Linked DNA regions of Ovis aries: region 1 is linked to region 2. A link is a contact called in public Hi-C data. All regions are on one chromosome and are shown on one strand. Each heading gives the region's core, a stretch centred on a gene start, on an enhancer-like site or on the middle of the called end of the contact. The rest is flanking DNA. Distances are from core to core; before and after follow the strand shown.

Evidence for each region. A called contact is a pair of places that touch in the nucleus more often than the background predicts.
Region 1: a Hi-C map of blood shows a contact between it and region 2, with 2.5 times the contacts expected there. The contact joins the enhancer-like site here to the promoter of XYLT1 in region 2. A contact is called at or near these places in 2 of 16 Hi-C or Micro-C datasets (both in blood).

What each region holds. Positions count from the first base shown.
Region 1 is chr24:16,140,220-16,146,546 of ARS-UI_Ramb_v3.0, forward strand. The region is part of intron 2 of XYLT1 (xylosyltransferase 1); the gene reads left to right. Among named protein-coding and RNA genes, the nearest start is that of XYLT1, 110 kb to the left of the region's middle. Within about 2 kb of position 4,157, at least 15 of the 54 cell types and tissues checked have an H3K27ac peak or open chromatin away from gene starts, as enhancers often do.
Region 2 is chr24:16,025,396-16,032,216 of ARS-UI_Ramb_v3.0, forward strand. XYLT1 (xylosyltransferase 1) reads left to right here and starts at 3,228. Exons shown (of 12, transcript XM_027961195.3): 1 at 3,228-3,584. The coding sequence starts at 3,228.

The sequences.
Region 1 (6,327 bases), core at 2,907-5,406, 120 kb after region 2:
CTAGAGGTTGACCTTGATGGGTTTCATCAGTGTGGGCTTCTCCTTGCTCTGGCCAAGGGGAGGCGCTGGCAGGAGACATGAGGAGAGGGGGGCCATGGATGGGGTCATTTGCTATGGGTTGGCTGAGTCGCCTGAGCAGGGCTCAGCTCCCTTAGGGCTGACCTGTCCCATAGCTACAGCAACTCACCCTAGAACCTGATCGCACGGACTCCCGGAAGTGACAGCTGCCCGCTGTGGCCAGCACCGCTCTGTCAGTTTCCCTTATAGAAAATGTCCCTTTGTAAAGTGTCCTCAGCTGTCCCCCAGGAGAGTGGTATCTGTTTCCTCGGGGCATGGACATTGAGCTGGCCTCTTGCCCCTTCCGAACATAGCACTCCCAGTGGGGCTTCCCAGCGTGAATCAGTGTCCTTTTCGGCCCTGCTGTGTGGTAGAGTAGGGGGTCCTCAAACCAGAGGAAGGCCCCAGGATGAGTGGGAGGGAACAGTGACTCTCTTGTGGGTGTCTGAGCATTTTTCGGGGCGGAAGATCAGAGCTGTTAATTCTATTTGGGACAGTCTCCACCCCCTCCCCACCCCCTCAACCAAACTGAGGAGCAAACAGTCTCAGCATTGCTGTACTAAATAAAGCCTGAGAGGAACCCACGTGTGTAGGAAGGATGCCCCAGGCAGGGACCAGGCTGCTCTGAGTCTTGTCACTCACACCCTTGTGCCCGTCTTGGCTCCAAGGCAGTGAAGGGCGCCTTCACCTGGAAGGGACCAAGATCTAGGCTGGCGAGGTGGGGAAGGCAGGGCTTCGACTCCTCCCTGTTAGCCCAGAGCAGACAGACAGACACAGAGAGACGTCAGGGTATTTCTACCAGCAAGCAAGGCCTTGGCATACTCTCCTTTTCTCATTCTGTCACTCCTCCAGGAAATATAACCGTCTTAGTGTTTGAATCTGATTTCTCAGAAGTGCCATCCCGTCTCCTCTGCCTCTGAGCACCCTTGGGAGGTCTAGCACGTGGCCAGTACTCCAACCCCAGTGGTCCTGGCTGGGGGGCTGGGAAGTCATCTCCCAGCAGGACAGAGAGGTGGGGCCCTGGGTCCAACCTCAGTGCTACCTCCCTGCTGGGTTCCAGTGCCTTTCTGAAAAGGAACGTCTTGTTAATAACCCCTTCTAATTTTCTTCTGGGAACTGCAGCTCTTATTTTTCCACAGAAAGGAAAGGGACTGAATGGAAAAACTCAAGTTAACTGTGGTGCAGCCGCCAGATGGGTGGGGCTGAGGACTGTGGGGCAGCTTTATTGTCCTGAGAAGGAAAAGCCCAGCCAGCTCAATGCTTAGAAGAAAGAAACTCCAGCTACACAAGAGGCTTAAGCGACTTCTTTGCCAGTGGCTCGCCTGCCCCAATTATAGCTGGTACAGTTGTAGGGGGGCAGGAGCTAACCTTCTCAGGACATCCTAGACCCAGAGTCATACACAGGCTTTCTGGTGGCATCTCCTACTGACACACAGGGTTTTTATTTGTTTGGTGTGGAGCGGGGGTTTGGAGGGTTTGTGGTAAATTGGAAGGTAAAACCACATTGAACCTTGAGACATCAGCTAGTGGCAAGGACCAGCTGCCCCCTTTGGATGGGGCCCAGGGTCACCCTCGTGATCTGTTCCACTCATTCTCCTCGCTGGCAGGCTCCTGGAGTGCTCTGTGTGTGGTCCTCTGTGCAGACAGGATTCTGCATCCCACTGGGGTTCAGATGCAGAGTAGTTCAGGGCAGCCCGGCCACGCCACACAGCCCCTTGGTGGGGCAGGAAAGGGCCTTGTAGACTTTGCAGCAGACCGCCTGGCTCACTGCTGACCTGCCGTGAGACGTTCCATATACCAGCTGATGCTGTACCTCAATTTCGTTAGCAAATTAGAAGGTACCAGCAGTAGCTGCATCCTGGGCAGTTGGGATGGTCAAATGGGCTAATATGTATGAAGCAGAAGGTGAAAGAGGAGAATGAAAAAGCTGGCTTAAAATTCAACGTTCAAAAAAATAAAGATCGTGGTATCCGGTCCCATCACTTCATGGCAAATAGAGGGGGAAAAAGTGGAACCAGTGTCAGATTTCATTTTCTCGGGCTTCAAATGCAGACAGTGACTGCAGCCACGAAATTAAAAGACGCTTGCACCTTGGAAGAAAAGCTATGACAAACCTAGACAGTGTATTAAAAAGCAGAGACATCACTTTGCCAACAAAAGTCCGTATAATCAAAGCTACAGTTTTTCCAGTAGTCACGTGTGGATGTGAGAGTTGGACCGCACAGAAAGCTGAGCACCAAAGAATTGATGCTTTCAAACTGTGGTGATGAAGAAGACTCTTAAGAGTCCTTTGAACAGCAGCAAGGAAATCAACCCAGTCAATCCTAAAGGAAATCCACCCTGAATATTCATTGGAAGGAATGATGTTGAAGCTGAAGCTCCAATACTTTGACCACCTGATGCAAAGAGCCGATTGACTGGAAAGGAAACCACGATTCTGGGAAGGATTGAAGGCAAGAGGAGAAGGGGTTGACAGAGGATGAGATGGCTGGATGGCATCACTAACTCAATGGACATGAGTCTGAGCAAGCTCGAGGAGAGAGTGAAGCCAGACAGGGAGGCCTGGTGTGCTGAAGTTCATGGGGTCTCGAAGAGTCGGACATGACTTAGCAACTAATCAGCTACAACGAGAACCATGCCTGGCAGGAAGTACACATTTAGGATCCCTCTTACAGTCCTGGCTTCAAATCCTGGCCTCTTCCCTTATTGAATGCATCGCCTTCCAGAAGGTTTTCAACTTCCTGAGTCTCAGTTTCCCTCCTGGATAAAGCAGCCATGACACCTACCTCCCTGGGCTCTTTAGAGGGTGGGGTGAGTGTGCCCCATTATCACTTGTAAATACTGACCCCACCCCGCTTTCTCTCCTGTGTAAGGAGCAGGTGCCCAGAGTAAGGCTCTTCGGCCTCCTTGCTTTGTCTCCCCAGCCTGTGCCCTGGCCAGGATGAGGACACTGGCACTCTCTCCTTGCCGGGATTTTTTTTCTTCCTTCTTTATTTGGATGGCTGGTTCCCTCTTTGTAGAGAGGGGAATAGCATTCGTTAAAATAGTGGGATGTTTCTGATCGCTGAGCCAGGTACTTGTGTCCTATGAATGAGCTGGGACGTTTGCCTGCGCACAGGGTGGGGGCAGGCTGTGTTGTGACCGTGTAAGAGAAGCCCAGGTCTGCCTGGACTCCGAGCAGTCCACTGAACAACACAGGCAGGCACAGTTCTTCTAATGAAAGAGCATCTTCTTGACGTGAGGTGAGGTGAGGTGAGGTGAGAGGTTCCCCTAGCCCGGGCAGTGGAGCTGCCCCTGGTCAAGAGCCCCACAGCTTCCTTAGCCAGCCGGCCGTCGACCATCTCAGTAACCCCCAGGCAGAGGATGGGCCAAGTCTGATCAACTCTTTTGCCTCTGACCTGCCCATCACTTAAGGGTCCCCCTTCCCCAGGGCTGCCTCACTGTTCCCCCTGCTCATACACCAAGCTTGCTCAGCTGAGGCACTCCTGGCCTTTTGGACTGGATGGCTCTTCATCGTGGGCACTGTCCTGGGCAGCAGAGCTGGGACCTACCCACTAGGTGCCAGTGGCACCCCCTCCTCCGTTGCTGCAACCCACAGTATCTCCAGACACGGCCAAATGTCCCCTAGGGGCCAAGTTGACCCCAGCTGAGAACCACTGGCCTGAGTATGGTTTTCGCAGTGACTATGTCATAAAACAGTGCTGGGAAGGGTTAGGTGAAGTCCACGGGGTTGGACACCCCCGTATAAATGTCACTGGATTTTAAGTCTTCACTCTAAAGTGACTTTATGGGGGTGGAGCGAGAGGGTAGAGTTTATACAAATCAGCACATGCCCAGCCTTTCGGGGCTGGTGAGATGAGATACAAAGGAAAACGCAAATGTTCCAGCAAAAGGTTAAAGGGCCCTAGTGTACTCCTGGGGTCTGGAAACCCTAACCCCATCTCTGAACCCCAGTCTAGTCGTTTTTAGACCGAGTGCCTGGTGAGGTGAGGGCTGAGTTCCAGGCGGGGCTTCTGAAACCTGCAGGCGTCAGGGTTGGCAGATTTGCTGTGGTTTGGTTCTCGCAGGAGGGTGTGGGCTTGCCTGACACCCGGAAATAGTCTGCGGCTTTGGGACCGACTCTGTAACGTGTTCAAACTGGTTGGTTTTACTCCCTGGTTACTAGGCTCTCACTGTACTGCATTCATACAAGCAGGTCTTTACGCCCGGACTCTGTGAAAGGGTCCTATGTGCGGAGCATCGATTTAGAACAACCAGACCCCTGTGTGCCATGCCAGAAGTTACTTGTTTACGTGTCAGTTTGTCCTTGAGTGTTTCTCCACCCTGTTCTCTGTGGCTAGAAACGTGTTTGCTTTTAATCTTTATTCATTTATTTATTTTTAAATTTTCCTTTTGGGACTTGAGATCTTTTTCTGGTTCTGTTTTTTTAACTGTTGCTATGTTCAATAATGGACTTCCCAGGTGGTGCTAGTGGTAAAGAACCCACCTACCGATGCAGGAGACATGAGATGTGGGTTCAGTCCCTTGGTTGGGAAGATCCCTAGAGGAGCGCATGGCAACCCACTCCAATATTCTTGCCTGGAGAATCCCATGGACAGAGGAGCCTGGTGGGTTACAGTCCATAGGGTCGCAAGGAGTCAGACATGACTGAAGGGACTTGGTACACACGTACACATGATCAATAATGTATTATATTCTCCTTTCTTATTATATTATCAGTTAGTTCATTCATAGAATATTTATTAAGTGCCTGCTTTGTGCCAGACACTGCTTTAGGGGCTAGAGAGACAACAGTGAACAAGACAGAAGTCTGTGCTCTCCCATGTTCTCATTCTAGGTGGATGGTGTGTGTTTTGATGTTACGTCAGATGGTTACAGTTGCTAAGGAGGACACTTGGGTAGAGGAGGGACGGGCCAGGCCAAATCAGTTGAGGCCTTTGACTTTGGTGGAACTGGGGTGGGCAGCATGGAAATGAGGCAGTGTTTGAACAGAGACCTGAAGAGCGTAGTGGGTGAGGAACAGAGAGTGGCCAGTGCAAAGGCCCTGAGGTGGGTTGTGCTTGGCATTGTTGTTGCGCCATAGAAGCCAGCGTGGCTAAAGCAAGAATGAGCAAGGGAGAGAGGGGAGGAGGTGGGGCCAGGTCTTTAAAATCTTGTTGAACTTAGAAAGGACTTTGCTTATGTTCCACCCTGGGGAGCCCCAGGAGGAATTTGAGCAGAGGAGTGACATGGCCTGACTTTTAAAAACGGGATTAGTTACGCCCTGCTGAAAACACATGGTCGTCAGTCAAGAGCAGGCCCAGGGAGACTGGAGAGGGAGGAGGCTGTTGAATATCCAGAGCCGTGCAGTGATCGTGTGGACCAGCTCCCAGTGGAGGCCATGAGAAGCGGTTTCATTCTGGACACTGGACCTACTGTGGGTTGAACGCATATAAAGCAGTACAATCACACACTAATAAATAAATACAATCAAATAATACAAAAGAGTGTGAAGTGAATCCTTATACCCCCTTTTTTCCGGTCTTCAGCGGTAACTGCTATTATTTTCTTATTTCTCCTTCCACGTATTTCCTTTGCATGTTAGTGTGGGTATGGTGACGGGGTTGCATAGGCAGGAATTTTTGTTTCCTTGAAACAGAATCTAAAGAAAGATATTTTATAATAACTCTGTTTTTCTCTCTATATCCTAGATGTCCGTTTATAACAGCATCCATCACTCGTCTTCATTGTTTTTAGCTGCTTTCTATTTTCTCCAGTTATCCCCAGCATCTAGCATGGTGTCTGGTATGTAGAAACTGTTCAGTAAATATTAGTTGAATGAATGAAACATCCCATCATCTACTTAACTGATTTCTTGTTGGTGGACATTTAGATTGTTTCTCTCTCTCTCCTTTTCCTGTCTTCATGCTGCCGTTCTTGTACACACACCTCTCCACAATTGAGTGTGTACATCTGTAGGGCGAATGCCTGTATCTGGGGTGGCTGGTTCAAAGGGTGTGTAGGTATTTAGGTTTTGGCAGGCCTAGTGGAACTGTCTTATGCAGAGGTTCCTTCAAAACACCTATGGGAGTGATTTCCTGTTTCTTCCCTCAGAAGCACTGGTGATTATCAATCTGTATAATCTGTGTCAAAACAAAGAGTAAAAACAGTACTTACTGTTTTGATTTGCATTTTAGATATGAGTGGGTTGGAGCACTTTTAAAAAGTTGTATCTGTTGGTGAATCTGTTAGCTCCATTTTCCTGGATGCCGGATGGCAGAGCTCTCATCC
Region 2 (6,821 bases), core at 1,978-4,477:
TGCTGCTGTTGTGAAAGTCTGCTGCTGCCAGACGCTTAGGCATTACCTGGGCCCCACAAAGATGCTTGAGGTACTGCTGTCTTGATCTGTCTCAGGACAGGAAAATAGTCCCTAGGATCTCGCTTTCCCATTCCCTCTATCTCAGGTGATTTTTCATCCTAAAAACCTCACATAAGCTGTTTATGGCATCCATAACCTGCCGGAGCTTTTAAACCTCTTTTTGGGGCGGCATTTTATGAGTTGAGATAAACAAACAACTCTCTCTTTCTCCAGGGACCCAGGGGGCTGGATCCTTACCCTCACTCCAGCCTGTGGCTCTCGAGGGAGCTGAACAAGAGTGTGGGCCCCAAAGGACTGTGGTTAAACAGTCCTTTGGTTAAACTGTGCCACGTGGAGGAAGCAGATAACATCACTGCTGCCTAGAGGAGAAACGCAGCAGAACCACTGAAGCAAAGATGGGCTAGAGGGCAGGGATGTCAAGTGTCTCCAGGGCAGTCCCGGCTGGGTTGGGAAGCTCTCTTTAGACACTAAGCAGGAGTTCTGGGGACATGACATGATGATCTTGGGGACCATCTCATTGAATTCTTCACTTGGCTTTAAAGAAACTGAAGTCCTGGGAAAGGAGTGGCCTGTCCAAGTCAGGTAAGCATCACAGTGACTTCATAGAGTAGAAGCAACCTTCCCTGCACCTATTCCCACCTTCCCGTAAGACCTTGATCCCTATAGATTCTACAGGGTGGTTGGAGGGAAGCTGGCTTTGCCCCAGTGCCAGAGGAGGTGTATGGGACCTTGGCCAAGCTGATGAGCACATTCTATCTTTCTGGCCACAGTGCTTGGTTTAGGGGTGACCTGTGACCCGAAGCTGGCTCAATCAGAAAGAATATCTGGACGTTTGAGGAGAATGCTGGGAAATCCTGACCTTCCTTCTCTTGGGCTAGAAATGAACAAAAGATACAATTAGTCTGAGCGACTGATGCCAGGCTGTGACACGAAGAGAGAAACTCAGGATGAAGCTGGCCTCATGAAAGGCAGAGAGGAGAGACGGAAAGAAAAGCAGTCCCAGGACATAGTTCTGAGTTGCTGGATCAAACCTCACCTGATGCCTTTTCTCTGGAACATTTGGTTATATGATGCAGTAAACTCTATTTTTAAAGACATAATAAATGTTGTATTACTTGTAACCAAAATAGTCCCAGGTGATAAATAGATGGCCAAGACTTGTGTGACTATAGAAGCTTGCCTCCGTTCTATCTCACTCCTGGTTAGATGGGCTGAGCCCAAGGGGGGCGGCCTCTATGCTTGGCCACATGCCCAGCCAGGCTTGGATAGTCTGAAAGCTGAGCCTTGTCTGGAGTTTAGATCTCCCTAGTTGGCATTTTACACTGCCAGTTCAGGGAAATGGGTTTGCTTGTTACATGGATCCAGAAAGCACCTTCTCAGTGGCCACCCCCACTGCATGCTCATGAACCCAGAGCACTTTGTGCACGTCTCCAAAGCAACACTGACCTCACTGTTAGTTAGTGACCAACATGCACAACTGGCTCCTCGAGACTCCAGGCTTGCGGAAGGGGACGTTAAGCCTCGCTCACCTTTGGATTCCTGCACTTTGCCTTGATGTTCACAGACTGTGGTTGAGCAAGTGAAACAAATCTCTCCCCTGCCTCCTTCTCATTATTCTTTCACTTTCTTCCCTTTAAAGTTAGGATCAGGTCGAAGAACACAGTGGATAAGATGCAAAGCCTTCACCCTGAGTCCCCAGTTCACAAGCTGGGGGTTTGATCTGCTATGGTTTTTGGATAGTGCTGAGTCTTATCTGGGACACCCACTCCTACTATGAACTCACCACGTGCTCAGGGCTGCTGGGCAAGAGGACACCGGAGGGAAAGACTGGAAAGACTGAGTCAGAGATGGCTGATGATGAAACTTGAGTCCACTGGGATCTGTGAGCCTAAACCCTCATTGACAGAGGAGGACGCTCAGGCCCAGGGAGGAGTTCTTGGCTCAAGGTCACCGGGACAGTTCAGCCTTGATGGGAAAGAACTTGACTTTGCGAGGTAAGACCCACTTGTTCTCTCAGGAGGTGAGCCTTGGGCAGTCAGGAAGGCGAGCTTCAGGGTGGATGAGAAGGACCTGGTGGAAGGCAGGGACCAGCCTTTGGGGCTTGCAGCCTAAGGGTTGAGGAACTCCATGGAGTCACTCTCTCCCCAGGAAAGCACTTGTTTGCCAGCTGGGCTTGGAAGTCTCCTGGCTTGTTGGTCCTTAAGGATCAGAGGAGTGACTCAGTGAAGCACTTAGCACATCTTTGGCACTAGGGGACGGGGTGTGATTCAGGAGTCACGCACACTCCGGTGTAGCCTCCTCCCCTCCCCTTCAAGCTAGGGATCCAGGGATCGGCCGCGTGAGCCCCTTCCCTGGCTCAGACACTCCTGACACGTTTTTCGCGTCTCCACCTGCCAAGCCGTCTCTGCCCAGAGAAGACGCCTGGACCGCAAACTCCGGGCGGGGAGCTCGCTCCACTCAGCTGTTTCGTGCTTGCTTCCCACATGGAAGGCTGGATCTCAGGACCCCCGAGCCTCCCGACCTCCCCTAGATTCTGAGCGGGCCCGCCCTCACCCCAGGCTCCCTCTTCCTTTCATGCCTCCGGCCTCGTCTCCTCGGCAGCGGGCGGGGGCTGTCCCCCTTCCCCCCACCCTCTCCCGCCGGGGTCCGCGGGACCCGGGGCCCTCTCTGCTCGCCGCCGCCCCCTTCCTCTCCCTCCTGCTTTTCCCTCCCTCGCCCCGCCCCCAGGCCCGCCCCTCTCCGCCCAGGCCCAGGTCGCCCCCGGCCCCGCGCCCCCAGCCCCCGCGCCCCCGGGCCCGGGGCAGGGGCTGCGGGGCGGGCGAGCCCCGCGGCCGAGGCCCCCGCCCTCCCCGCGCGCCCCGCCCGAGCGCGCGCACCCGCCGCCCCCCTCCGCGGCCTCCGGCTCCCCGCCTCCCCGCCTTCCCCTCCTCCTGGTGACGTCCGGGTCCCTGCCCGTCTGAAAACTCCGCGCCGCGGCGGTGGAGGCGGCGGCGGCGGCAGCGGCGGCGGCGGCGGCGGAGGAGGAGCAGCGGCGAGCCGAGGCGGCGGCGGCGGCCCGAGCGGGAGCCCAGGCGGCGGCGGCGGCGGCCGCGGGAGCCGCGGGGAGCGCGGGGGCGGCCCGGAGCGCCCCGGGTCCCCGCGCCCCGCTCGCCCGCCGCGCTCCGAAGATGGTGGCGGCGCCGTGCGCCCGGAGGCTGGCCCGGCGCTCGCACTCGGCGCTGCTCGCGGCGCTCACCGTGCTGCTGCTGCAGACGCTGGTCGTGTGGAATTTCAGCAGCCTCGACTCCGGGGCAGGGGAGCGCCGCGGGGGCGCAGCGGCCGGCGGTGCGGAGCAGCCGCCCCCGGCCCCGGCCCCGCGCCGCGAGCGCCGGGACCTGCCCGCCGAGCCGGCTGCAGCCCGAGGAGGAGACGGTGGCGGCGGCGGCGGAGGACGGGGGCCCCCGGCGCGCGCGCGGGGAGGCGGCCCCGGAGCACCCCGCGCGCAGCAGCCGGCCAGCCGAGGGTCACTGGCCGCGCGGGCGCTGGTAAGATGCCCTTTCGGCTCGCGTCCTGGAGGGAGCGATGGAGGGAGGGAAACCGGAGGGCTGGCGGCCGGACCCCACGCTCCCCGCCCCCCAGCCCTTGAACCCCGCTCCTCAGATCGGGACTCCCCAAGCCTGCTGACTCCACATCTCTTTCCCCTGGAAGCCGGGGCTGGGTCCCTGCCCCATCCCTAGTCTGAGGACTGCCCCCTGGGGGTCTGGGGAAGTTATCTCCAGAGGAGGCGCTTTGGGGGGTTACCGGAGCCTGGCTGGGTGCCTGTCCCCGTCACTCTAGCTGGGCGCCCCGACTTGCTCTGTGCTTGTGGGTGTTGTTGCCTCGCCCCGGGTCTAAGCGCCTAGACCGTGCCGGGATCCGCAGCCGCTGTTCCGGCGGTGGTGCTCAGCGCATCTCTGGTTTTTGCCCAGCTGGGTGCACACCACTCAGTCCTCCGTCTGCTGCCTCGTTGTCTTTGCCTGGCCTGAGAGGGGTCTGGGATCAGTGTCCCAGGTCCTCACCCGTGCCCCGGAGTCAAGACTCTGTCTCCAGTGCCCGGTCTTACTTTGAGTCTCCTGTTTTGCGTCCCTGGATGCCTGAGACTCCTTTCTCCCTTGTCCATGTCTAACCTTGCTCTCTCCTGGTGCCCTGTCTCCAGTATCAGGGCATGGCCCCTTCTCCTAGGCGTTTGTGTCCAGCTCTCTGTCTTCGTGTGTGGCTCATTCCTGTCGCCAGCTGTGTATCAGATCACAGCACCTCAACTTAGGCTTCTGTGGGTTTACTTTGCCCTCCTTGGGTGTGAACAATCCAGGCTCTGAAACTGTTCCTTCCGCAGATCTTCTGGGGCCATCTGGGTGTCTTCTACCCTGCCCCCGACCTCTCCTGGGAAGCCTTTTGCACCTTCTTTGGCCCACCTTGCTTAGCCCTCTGAACTCAGAGCACACAGGAGAGGTCAGAGTCCCCAACTTTGAGCCAGGGTCTCGGCACCCTGTGGGCGTGTCTGTCTTCAAGCTTACGGATGTGTCTGTATCTTCGTGATGTGTCTGTATCTTCATCCCTGCCGCTTACCCACGGAGCTTCTCCCAACCCTCGGGGACATTAGACACCAGGGGGTAATTTCAGGCTCTTAGGCACTGAATGCATGTCTCTGTCACCTGTCGCTTTGGGAGCCTTCACTGAAGGCTGCCTTCAGACACAGCATGATACCCTTTGATCTGCCAAACTTTGGAGGCAGAGAGGCAACCTTCTTTGCCAGAGTGCAGTTCTTTGTGTCTGTGGGCTGAGCCAGCCCAAGGCGTGATGCGATGGCATTTCACGTTGCTGGCTGGTCTGTGTGGGTAGCAGGGAGAAGTCTTTTCCTCATTCCGGGGGAGGAGGATGGAGTGAGAGTCCCGGTGGGGAACCAGAATGTTCAGAATGCCTCTTATTTGTAGCAAAGGGTACTCTCAGACACTGCCTTTGAACTCCAGGAGTGGATAGTGATGTGTTTGGGCAGAAATGCAATTAGAAGTTCTTTCTGGAGTCGGAGCCCTACGGGGAGGTGGGGTGAGAGGAGGTTCAGGACAGGCACTGCTAGCCCAGTGTGGGAACATGTAGGATAGCCATGGAAGTGTGGGGCTAACTGTATCCTTTGCATCTGGGGTCCAGATGCACTTCAGGAGGCGCTTTTCCCCATGCACATACCACCTGTTGAAACAAGTAGAGGGAGGGAAGCAAGCCTGGTTGGCTGATTCCTCCCTGGGTCTCTGACATTTGGGGTCCTACATCCACACCTGCTCTCTGGGTGTTCAGTTCTGTGTCCTCCTCTCTCATCCTCCAGCTGGGCGGCGCTGAGGTTAGCAGTTGGGAAGGTAGGAAGGAGCATGCCTCTTTTCCTCTTCTGTTCCTGTTGGGATGCCGGTTCCAGCAGCTGAGGTGCTTTGCTTTTCTGCAACTCTGCTCTCATCTGCAAGTTCAGTGACTGTCCCCCTGCACACACCTCCCAGGGTCTCAGTTCATTCCGATATAGACACACCTGTATTTGTTGTCCCCCTTTTTTCTGTCCTCCCCCCTTGTTTGTGGCTGTCTACCATGCAGTTGTTCACTGCCGTCTCGCCTGGATTTGTACTGGATATTTAGTCTGTTCGTCCGTGTCCTTGCTGTTCCCTTCCCCGATGATGTCTACCCCCGTGCCCTATCAGATCCTGTAATCACAGCGCAGACCTGCAGGGTGGAGCGGGGGGGCCCATCCTCCTGTAGCTGTGCCCACCCAGCCCCTGCCCTTCCACGGAGCTCAAGGAGACCAGAAGGGGGCAGGCTGTTCCCAAAGTCCGGCTTTGCCTGAGCTTAGATTGCAGCCTAGGAGGAAAGGACCAGGCCGTTTGGGCAGGCCGCTGAGGCCCTCAGAACGTGCGGTCTGCTTGCAGACCCCGCGGAGGCTGCTGGTGCATGATGCCTCGGAGGGAGATTGGGGAGTGAGACTTAAAAAAAATCCCCATGACTTTACAGAGCTGGTGAGGCGCATGCTCGGGAGATGATGTTTCAGCTCTGTGCTCTGAAGAGGGTGGGGTGGGCAGTTGTGCTTTTGGGTGCAGAGAGACTCAGCACTGGTGGTGGTGGTGGTGGTGGGTATGTCTCAAAGAGTGTCAAGCCGACACTGTGTTCAGGTTATTTTCTAAACCAGACTTCGCTGCTTCCTTGTGCTCACCTTTCCAGAGCTTCTGCATTTGTACTTTTTCTGTTTGGAGAAGGGCCTGATTGTCATTTTGGTGCATTTTGAGAAGCCAAGAAGAAACACCCAGTTTCTCAAGCAGACAGAGCCAGAGAGCTTGCGGATGGTGGCGAGACGGGCATTTCCCTGAAAGATTTGCAGGCTTTGCCTCTCAGCCTCTCCCAAAGCTCTTACAGATTAGAGTTGTTGGGCGGATGACAGCTGAGTTCCCTGGCTGTGGCACTCTTTCCTTCACCGGGTCTCCAGTACACTCTGGGTTTTACTGTCATCTCAGAATGTAAGAAACAGATGGGCTCACTTATAAAGGGAGGGAAAACGTCGAGGGCAGTGTCAGAAAGATCACACTACAGGTTCTGAATCAATTTGGGGGAGAATGAAAGAAGCTGTGTGTTAATGTAATGAATGTTTATTTTCTTTCCCCTTGCCTCCAGTGATCCTCTGAAGTCCTCACATTATTGCTTGAGTCCTTAGATAAACTACTACTCAGTAAGTTTCATTTAAGAAACCTACTTTTTTATTGTCCTGACACACACAC